2 separate regions of the Danio rerio genome follow, and region 1 is linked to region 2. Evidence: chromatin contacts called from public HiCAR-type data. All regions are on one chromosome and are shown on one strand. Each heading gives the region's core, a stretch centred on a gene start, on an enhancer-like site or on the middle of the called end of the contact. The rest is flanking DNA. Distances are from core to core; before and after follow the strand shown. Region 1 overlaps dlc1 (DLC1 Rho GTPase activating protein). Region 2 overlaps dlc1 (DLC1 Rho GTPase activating protein).

Region 1 (4,931 bases), core at 1,965-4,464, 170 kb before region 2:
ATCGGGGCATCTGCTTTTATTATATGCTTAAAATTTACATTTACAGCATTTTTATTTAAATAAAATGTCCTTACTAGTTTGAAATGTCTCTTATTGTTTTGTCATGGATGTGTACATGACAGGACATTGAAATTATATACAGTTTAAGATTAAATTATTATCCCTTCTGTATTTTTTTATAATAATAATACATTATCAATAATTTTTCAAATAAATTATTGATAATGTATTGGGTTGGTTGGTTGGTTGGTTGGTTAGTTGGTTGGTTGGTTGATTGGTTATCTTACTGACTTGCTTGATTGTTTCTAACTAACTGACATTTGATTTGGTTTGGTTTGATTTAATTGATTGATTGATTTTTTAATTGATTGATTGATTAGTTGGTTGATTACTTGGTTGGTTGCTTACTTGCTTGCTTGGTTGCTTGCTTGGTTGGATAATTGGTTGCTAGGTTGGTTTGTTGTCTGAATGACTATCTAACATTTGATTGATTGATTGATTGATTGATTGATTGATTGATTCTTTCCAAATGTTTATTATTTATTTATTTTTTACAGATTTAAGCATAAAAGTTATAATAATTATTTTTTTAAATGTCTAACTAATGTCTATGCCATGATGACCTTCTTTTGCTAGTTATTTTGCAAGATATTAGTATTTGGCTTAAAGTGTAACTTAAATAAATAAAATAATAATAACTATGTTAACTAGACATGTTAGGATAAGTAGGCAAATCAACAAAATGTGTTCTGTAGAAAATTGAATACAGAGGACTTATAAGATTAGCCTTAACATGTATTTGTTCGATCGTTCGTTTGTTTGTTTGATTGTTCGTTCCTTCGTTCAATCAATCACTCACTCATTCACTCACTCACTCATTCATTCATTCATTAATTCGTTAATTCATTAATTAATTCATTCATTCATTCATTCATTCATTCATTCATGCATTCCTAAATAGACTTTTTAAGAAAAATACAATAGGTAATACTGTTAAAATAATGTGTTAAAGGGAACCTATTTAGCTTCTTTTTGCAAAATATAAAATAGTCTCTGATGTCCTTAGAGTGTGTATGTAATGTTTTAGTTCAAAATACCCCACAAATATTTTTCACAAAGTCAATGGTTTAAAAAAAAATATAAAAATATTTTTTTATAACTCTGTGAAACTACCTCTTTAAGGTTTTGATTCAAATTGTTCTGTTTTGCTGTCACTTTAAATTCAAATTAGATTGTGCTTAATAGAGGGCAGAGCTACAAAGGCCTTTGCGTCACCATGATGACAGATTTAAAACAGGACTAAAGTTGTCTAGTGAAAAACTAAAAAATTGTCAAAATAAGTTTCTCAGAAGAAAGCAGTCTGTGGAGACTGTACAATCCATGTGTGCATCTAAAACTCCACATTTATAATCCTCTTATTTCTTGACATGGGGCCCTATCATACACCCGGCACAATAAGGTGCAAGACATGTGGCATGATTTGTTGCTGTTTTCAGACCAACTGTAATTTTCATGTTTTGCTCCACATTGTTTAAATTGCAAATCCTTTTGCACCATGTGCTGGTCTAAAATAGAGGTGTGTTAAGGCGCATTGTTGGTGCATTGTGATGTTTAAGAACTGAAATAAGCTGCGCCATTGACCATTAAAAAGCAAGTGTAAAGTCCAGAGCAGAGCACGTTAGTTATGCGCCTATGTGGGTTCAAATGCTTACACATTGCTTAATATAAACAGGATGTACATCAATTCACAGATATCTTTACAAATGAAAAAAAAAAGACTAAAATATTACATTAAAATTAAAAATGATTATTTTCTACATAAATTTATAAACCACTACCCACATGCCTTCTCCACATTGTTACTTTTTTCAGCTCATGACAATTTGCATTTGTATAATGTTATTATTATTAGCAGTATAATTTATTATACGCATATTTATATTTGTTTTAATAAAAACTAGTTTGGATTTGCCCACCTGTTGGGTTTTGGAGATGTATAAATCACGATATTGGGCATAAGAATAGGGCATGTGTTTGTTTGTTTGTTGACCACGCTTTGTTATTATTGTTCATTTATTAATTTGCTGGAAATTAGAACTGAACTGAGAAATAGTTTTGAATAGTTTTGCACACAACACCATTTCCTTTTCCACAAAAGTAAAGGAGTAAAGTAAAGAGTAAAAGTAGAAAAAAAAGTAGAGAAACTAAAGAGGACAAATGGAGGAGGCTTCTTTATGCTCACGCTGCCGATGGCCTGTTTAACTGTTTTCTCGCTCGTGAAACATTTAGATTTTCCACTTGCAAAGTCTGCCTATGTCTTGCTATGTAAATAGCAAATGTATCATGGCGTGATTCAACTGAATTTTAAAAAGAGAATGGGAGATGGGACTCTGATTAGTTGAATGCATGTTATGCTCAAAACACACACATTACTCATTAAGAGAATAAGCACAGCCCTGTTAGACCATGCACCAGGCCAGAGAGCCTATTTTTCCATCCTTAAAAAAGCAAAAGTGGATTCGGACACACCCTTAATGCTTTTGCGCCATGCACTTTAGACTTTGCGATTACAGTAGAATAGAGCCCATTATTTTCATGTGGTGAAAACACTAATGGTGGACAGCTGCTTCTCACTTAGGGCTGTTTATGGCAACTAGGGAGATATCGTCGTTAATAGGCAGGGCTTTCCCCCTCTGATGGCATGTACAGTGGGAGAATGTCAATCAAAGTTTCTGCAGACTTTTTTATACAAAACATTAGAATTAAGTATTCTTTTCAATTCAGCGGCAGGCTGTATTCACACAATGTTGCCAAACTATTTTGTTTAACCCATTTTAATCCCCTTTAAACGACAAAAAGAATACAAAATCCACAAGAGGGGTAATTAATTGTCTTCAACTACATATATGTAGAAATTACCAAAGTGATCTTGTTTCCATATAGACATGTTCATGAAAGATGTCTGTCAGATAATGCTTATCATGACCTCTAAATTAAAAAACTAAAATGAACACAATCTATTGAAATCCTTCAAAGTGTCTGGATAAAATTTGTTTTGGAGAATGGATTTTATTTTTTTGTTAGCTCATTATTAGCCAAGTGTCTCTCTCTCTCTTTGCTTGTGTGCTCACTGATAGGCAAGCGTGTATTAAGGGTAAATACCAGAACAAGCTATGCAAGGCCTTTACACACTGCCGTGCTTTGTGTGGGGCTGTTTGCACAGGCCTGGTTCAGGCACGGGGCAAGTGCCAGCATCATTCCTCTCTGCTTGAGTAGCATTACAACTTCTGTCTCTCTCTCTGCTTCACTTTAGTGCATTCATCATTCTGCCAATGTGGGAAAGATGCACAGAAGGGGGGTTTGAAAAGCCAATAAATGCATTCTCTGTCTGTATTTTAAAACAGTTCTGTCGTTATCAGCATTTAATGCTCAGTTATTTACTCTTTGTACTATAATAAATTAATCATGATGTATTGGCTCTTAAACTGGTTGTTTGGTTGGATGGTTGGTTGGTTGGTTTATTGGTTGGTTGGTTGTCTGTCTGACTTTTTGACATTGATGGATTGTTTGACATTGATTGATTGTTTAGTTTTCTGACTGACTAGCTGACGATTGATTGATTGATTGATTGATTGATTGATTGATTGATTGATTGATTGATTGATTGATTGATTGATTGATCGGTCATTCGGTCGGTCGGTCGGTCGGTCGGTCGGTCGGTTGGTTGATTGGCTGGCTGGCTGGCTGGCTGGTTGGTTGGTTGGTTGGTTGGTTGGTTGGTTGGATGGATGGTTTGTTGGTTGGTTGATTAGTTGAATGATTGGTTGGTTGAATGGTTGGTTGGATAATTGGTTGGTTTGTTGTCTGAATGACTATTGGAAATTGATTGAATCTTTCTTTCTTTTTTCTTTTTTTTTCCATTCTTTCTTTTACCATTCTTTCTTTTACCATTCTTTCTTTTCTGAACAGCCAATCTTTAAAAAAAAAAGGAATAATAAATTAAGTGAATTGTTTCCGCAGGTTGCATATAATGATTCTGTATTTTTTTGTTCTGAGTTTGTGTCTTGTCTGCTGTGATGTGTTTAAATAATGGTCAATGAGAGCAATCGAATTGATGTCAGTTCTGGTTTTAAGATTAGATTACTTGAATAAAATCTGTTTTTCTCCTTTCAGAGCTCACATGAAGAGAGGGAGAAGGAGAGGTCCCGGCTGGACTCAATGGTTCTACTAATAATGAAGCTGGATCAGCTGGACAAAGAGATTGAAAATGCTCTAAGCTCCTCCCTAAATAGCACACCCAATTTAAAGAGGCGGATCATTTCTGTGAGTGACACAAATCAGACGCTGATGAATGAAACAACCCAAAACAATCTTCAGCACAACCAGGACCTAAAACTAGCATCCACAGAGTGCTAAATATATATATATAAATCTAAAGTATTATTAGTAGTAGTAGTAGTAATAGTATTAGTAGTACTGGTTGTTGTCATGTTACTAAAAGTAGTACGAATTAATGTTAAGTGAAATATTTTAGTTTAACTGTTGTTATATTATAATATGTATTGATTACTTTGGTTGATTTTAGTGGTTTAAAATGGTTTAATTTGTATAATTTGGCAAAACAAATAAATTAATCAATACTACTACTACTACTAATAATAATAATAATAATAATAATCAATAATAGTATATATTTTTTTATTTTATTCTATTTTTATTTTTAATTTAGTTTTATTTTACCTATCAATCAATCAATCAGTCAGTCAGTCAGTCAGTCAGTCAGTCAGTCAATTAATCAATTAATGCCTGTCCCCATCTATTAGCATGTGTGACAAAATATTAGTTTGAGGTCCTACTGTGTATCTAGCATAAAAGTTTGAAACACAAACTTTGGATGTGCATGATTGTTTTTAATAATACCCAGGACAATG
Region 2 (5,147 bases), core at 1,456-3,955:
TGAGCAAAATTTTAATATTTGTTTTATTTTTTAAAAGGTAATTCCTCCAAATTAAAAAAAAAAAACTAATAAAAATAAAATAAATTATAAAGTCATTTAGGGCATTTATTTATTAAATATTTGTTTTTTGTTTTCTAAGAACAAATTTATTCAAATTTCAAAAATGATAAAAACTAATACAATTAAAATAAATTATATAGTCATAGTCATTTAGGGCATTTATTTATTAAATATTTGTTTTATTTTATAAAGATAAGTTTTTCCAAATTTAAAAACAACAAAAACTTATTTAAAACAAATTATATAGTCATTTAGGGCATTTCATTATTTTTTCCTTTAGAATATTTTTTATTACAATTTCTATGATATTGTGTTAAAACTAAATATTTAAATTTATATTAATTTAAAAAAGCTTTAAATGACAACATTTGTACATAAGATTTGGAATAATTGTCACTATTTGTCACTTAATTGTTATTAAATTGTGTTTCACTTACTAAGTAAATAGAACATTTTCAAGTGGTCTCTTAAATTTATTAATAGTTTCTATTCTTTATTTTTGAAAATGTGAGCCACTGTAATGATTTGTCATGGGTAATGTAATATTGAGCTTACAATGTTCACTCTCTGCTAGTAGCTCCCATAGGGGAAGCTAATGCTAATGTTAATTTGCATGTTATAAACTAGACACGAGTTCCTCTTTCAATTAATTCTGTTCTTTAATAAGTCTCTGCTGAAAAGACTAGCTTGTATACAAGCTCAAACTTAAAATGGCACATTAGTGTTCCAGTTTCAAAATCAGGCCTTAAACACCAAAATGTTTTTTTCCATCATAAAGATATCATGCTGGCTTCTGATCTATAGCAGGCATGTACTTGTATACAGCCATTTTTTTTCAATCCAATATTGCAGAATAAGCCAACAAGGGAAAACATAACAATGGGCAGCAACTTTCATGTCTGCTTTAACAACTGCAACTTTTAGGTTTATGTTAGAATCTGCACTGGTAAAAAACAATGTGCTTTTTATGTTTTCGCCTTCAAACCCAACTTGAGACAGAAAATGCTAGTGAACAACAACTACTACATGACAGACCTCTTGAAAATGTTCTATTTACTTAGTAAGTGAAACACAATTTAGTAACAATTAAGTGATAATTAGTGACAAATATTTCAAATCTTATGTACAAGTAATGTTTGAGAATTAGATCAACATGGAGAGAAGAAGCAGAATTTTGTGATTGAACTCTTTCAAGCATTTCTTTAAATGCAATTTTTGCATTTTTAATTACTTGAACAGGTCAAAAGTGGACAAGTTGAAAATCTTTCAAACCCTTACTACACCTGTATTTTGCTTCGTTCTTTTGCAATCGGATTAACAAAATTGCATCTTATACCTACCTATGTGTAAACAGTTTTAGGAACACTCTGGTTTCACTGGCCGAAAACCACCAAACCAGAATGACCTGCATTGGATTGCTCTGAATTGCTTTCAGGGATTTATGGTGAAACTTTACCAGTTCTTGCTATTAACTAGTTTCTTTTACCGGTCTATTACTATAATACACTTTGAAAAATATCCGTAAATTAGCAGTTTTCTCTAATCATGTTTTTATTTTTCCTAATTTATTTCTGTGTTTGAATTGAATTATAGGAGCTTTATCTTTCTTCCAACAACTTTTAACTTTGAAAAGTTCAAAAAAGTGACTTTTATTAACATTTCAAATAGTTAAAAATGATTTATTGTCTGGGTTGGTGTTGTATATTACGGTAAAAAAACCTAATAAACTGCCAGTACACTTTCTGTTATTTTACAGAAGATGTTCAGATGCAAAAGCCTCTAAATGCCCTCTGAATTACTTTTCTAAAATAAACTTTTTTTTTCAGCCTTCTACATTTGTCTTCAGTTATTTCACTTTAAAGCCAATGAAAATAAATGGTTAATTACTAAAAAAGTACAATTACTGAGCCTCTAAAATCTTCATATATTATTTCTTATACATTGTTTTATTTCAAACAACTTAAATGCAACTAAACGTCACTTTGTTAAACTGTGAATTTTCAACATCAAAATATCAAAAGAGCAGAGATAGACATCTCATAAAGCATTTTACAACCATATGGGAAATGTTAATTAACAGATCTCTTTTCTTACCGTGTAGATATTGTCTGTTTAATAGTAGTTAAAAAGCACATATTCTGCATGATCCCATTCTACATCCCTGATCCCACTCAATACCTAAACCCATCAACATTAATAACTATTAATACGCAGAAAATTAGTAGTTTATTGAGCTAAAAGAACTGAAACCTAATATAAAGTGTGACCATATTCAGTTGTTAATATGATTATATTTCTTTGTCTTTCAGATCCCAGAAGAGATGTCCCGATGTAGGAACTCTTACATGGAGCAGGGCTTGAGTCCCATGAGGATGGAGGTGTTGGCGGAAAACTGCGGTTCTTGCAACTACCAAAGTCTACTCAAAGACAGTATTGATAGCCTGCTTAAAGAAGCCAAGGACAAATTCAAAGGTTATGACAGCTGCTCGACTCCTGAAAACGCTGAGCTCGCATACAAGAAGGTACGGGAACTGTATATACACCCTATTCACTTGTCACTTAGACACTATTTCCCATTTCATGTTCACTCTCTCTTCCTTCCTTTATGCATTTTCTTGCTTGTGCCTAATGGAAAAGCTGTGTCTTTTTCCGCACATCACTTCTTCTTTTTTTTCCGCTCCCTTCATGTGAAAGAGTGTTTTCCCAGCTCTGTTTTGGCCTTGAGCCCACCATGACATCAGTTTGTCGCTTGTTCTGGCATTTCACACTAACCAAAATACTCAGAGTTCCCTGGACAGCGTTTCATGTACCCATAAAGCAGGGGTGTTCAATCTTGCTCTTGGAGGACCAGTATCCTACAATGTTTAGCTCAAATGCTATTTAAACACATGCGAAGCAGGTCTTCTGGAGTCCTAGAAATGTCCTAGGATTGGAGCTAAGCTATGGATTGCTCTTTACAGGATTGGGCACCTCTGTCATGTACTTTTTGACCATAAAACAACGGCCAAGTTCAATGTGGACAAACTATGTTCTGCTAAATAATTCAAACGGCTTGTATGAGCAGAACATAAATAGTGAACTTTATAGAGCAGATGACAAATGTTAGCTGATTTTCTTAAGGTTTATTTTTTGCTCTTTATTTTTGAAGTCACACCATGATACGTCAAAGAAAGAAAACACAAGATCTTCTGTTTTCCCTTTAAATGACAAAGTTTGTATTGTGTATGTATAAAAAGCAAAAGGTGCATCCCGAATCACCTATGTGTGCATTATTCTGCATCATTTTGTAGTTTAAATAGTGCAAGTAGTGCATTCACATTGAAAACTCTAAAAATAATATGTGCACTTTAAATACCTGGATGATGCACTTATTCAACCATTAAAATGACGTGTGGAATATTGGACACTTCACACACTCAACGACCACTGCTTTGCTTACGTAGCGGAAAGAGCAGAGCGTTTTGGCACTGAAGTTGGATAACTTTATATATCAACTTTATATATTTAGAATTTTGAAAGCTAAATTCTCCAATGAGAGTAATTATACCAACTCCCGATGGTGAATGCTGTTACACTCATGGCAGGTATTATTTGGTAGTTTGGTCATTTATTCCACTTATTTGGCAACCGTCAATCGTCATCAGGGAAACGGTTTGAATTTCCACTTTGTAAAAAATTATTTGTGTTCCGTTTGGGATGACACTACACTCGTATACTGTACTGTGCTGTTGAGTAAGTGCATAAGTACATAGTGGACAAGAGCATAGTGTATAGTGCGTCATTTGGGATGCAGCTAAAGTATACCTTTATACAGTTTTTAATGTTAGTCCTTATTCTGATACTAGTATCAGAAATGTCACCGATACCACTAAAAAACAAAAATTGCATTGGTATCTAGGAGTACTTAAACCCCAAAAACTGATCTGTTATCATTTTTTACCAGTCTTTTTATTTTTATTTTTTACCAATGGCAGCAAGCTTCGCAATTCTATTTTTTGCTGCTTGGAAAGCAAACACAGGAAGCAGTAAATGAATATTTACGAGTTTGCTAGTAGTATGTCTAGAGTTTGGCAGTAATTCAGACTAGACCAATCAGCTAGTATAAAACAGAGATACGTCTCATTTGTCATGTTGCAAGTTTGAGGGGTGACACAAAAATTACAGCTTTAATATGAGTAACTTAACGCATTTGAGGACACGTGATCCTGCCATTCCAACATTTATTTGTTGCACTGTTTTATTTTTACTAAAATATACCTTTTGGTTTGAAGTATTAGATTTGTTGTCTAATGACTTGCCTAATTTTCTTAACTTAACTAATTACCTTTTAAATTGTACTTTAAGCTGAATACTAGTATCTTGAAAAATATCTAGTAAATATTATGTACTGTCTTCATGACAAAGATAAAATAAATCAGTTATTTGAAATTAAAACTATTGTTTTTAAATGTGATTAAAAAATCTCTGTGTTAAGCAGAAATTGGGGGGGGAAATATGAAAGAATTCATTTAACAGTGGGTGAGTGGGCTAATCATTCTGACTTCAACTGTATGAGTACTTCAACTGTATCAGTACTCTGTATCATCTGATACCCTGAGCCCATAGAATGAGAAAAAGGATATCCAAACATCTCTACTGACTTTAAATGAAATCTCAACTAGGACTGCAGTAAGAGCTGGATTAAATCTTCCTAGAATTGATAATGACCATGAGATGCCATTGTTTATTGGCAGGTTCAGGACGGCTCTTCTCTGCGGCAGTGGAAAGTTTGTGTGGATGTGCCTGCATCGGCTGAGGATGTCCTGCAACGCATTTTGCGAGAGCAGGAGCGCTGGGACGAGGACCTGCTAGAGTCCAGGATCGTGGAGACACTGGACCACAACACTGAAGTCTATCAGTATGTCAGAAACTCAATGCCACCCCATCCGCCAAGAGACCACGTGGTACTCAGGTCATTAGAAACGCTTTTTAAAGTTTTGAGATTTAGAATATGCTTTTGGGGATCTTCGTAATTGTAAAGGTGTTTATTGTTGTGTTTCAGGTCATGGATGACAGATTTGCCCAAGGGAGTGTGTACTTTAGTGAGC

What was found. HiCAR-type assays count read pairs that join an accessible place to other places.
Region 1: a HiCAR-type map of caudal fin shows a contact between it and region 2, with 7 times the contacts expected there. The contact joins two enhancer-like sites. A contact is called at or near these places in 2 of 18 Hi-C or Micro-C datasets (embryo and an unstated tissue) and 1 of 4 datasets of contacts at active chromatin or transcription factors (caudal fin).

What each region holds. Positions count from the first base shown.
Region 1 is chr1:16,953,279-16,958,209 of GRCz12tu, reverse strand. It overlaps dlc1 (DLC1 Rho GTPase activating protein), which reads left to right. Exons shown (of 20, transcript XM_073949948.1): 5 at 4,174-4,323. Among named protein-coding and RNA genes, the nearest start is that of dlc1, 62 kb to the left of the region's middle. Within about 2 kb of position 3,214, at least 9 of the 62 cell types and tissues checked have an H3K27ac peak or open chromatin away from gene starts, as enhancers often do.
Region 2 is chr1:16,784,544-16,789,690 of GRCz12tu, reverse strand. dlc1 (DLC1 Rho GTPase activating protein) reads left to right here. Exons shown (of 20, transcript XM_073949948.1): 17 at 2,370-2,582; 18 at 4,794-5,011; 19 at 5,102-5,147. Among named protein-coding and RNA genes, the nearest start is that of pi4k2b, 39 kb to the right of the region's middle. Within about 2 kb of position 2,705, at least 9 of the 62 cell types and tissues checked have an H3K27ac peak or open chromatin away from gene starts, as enhancers often do.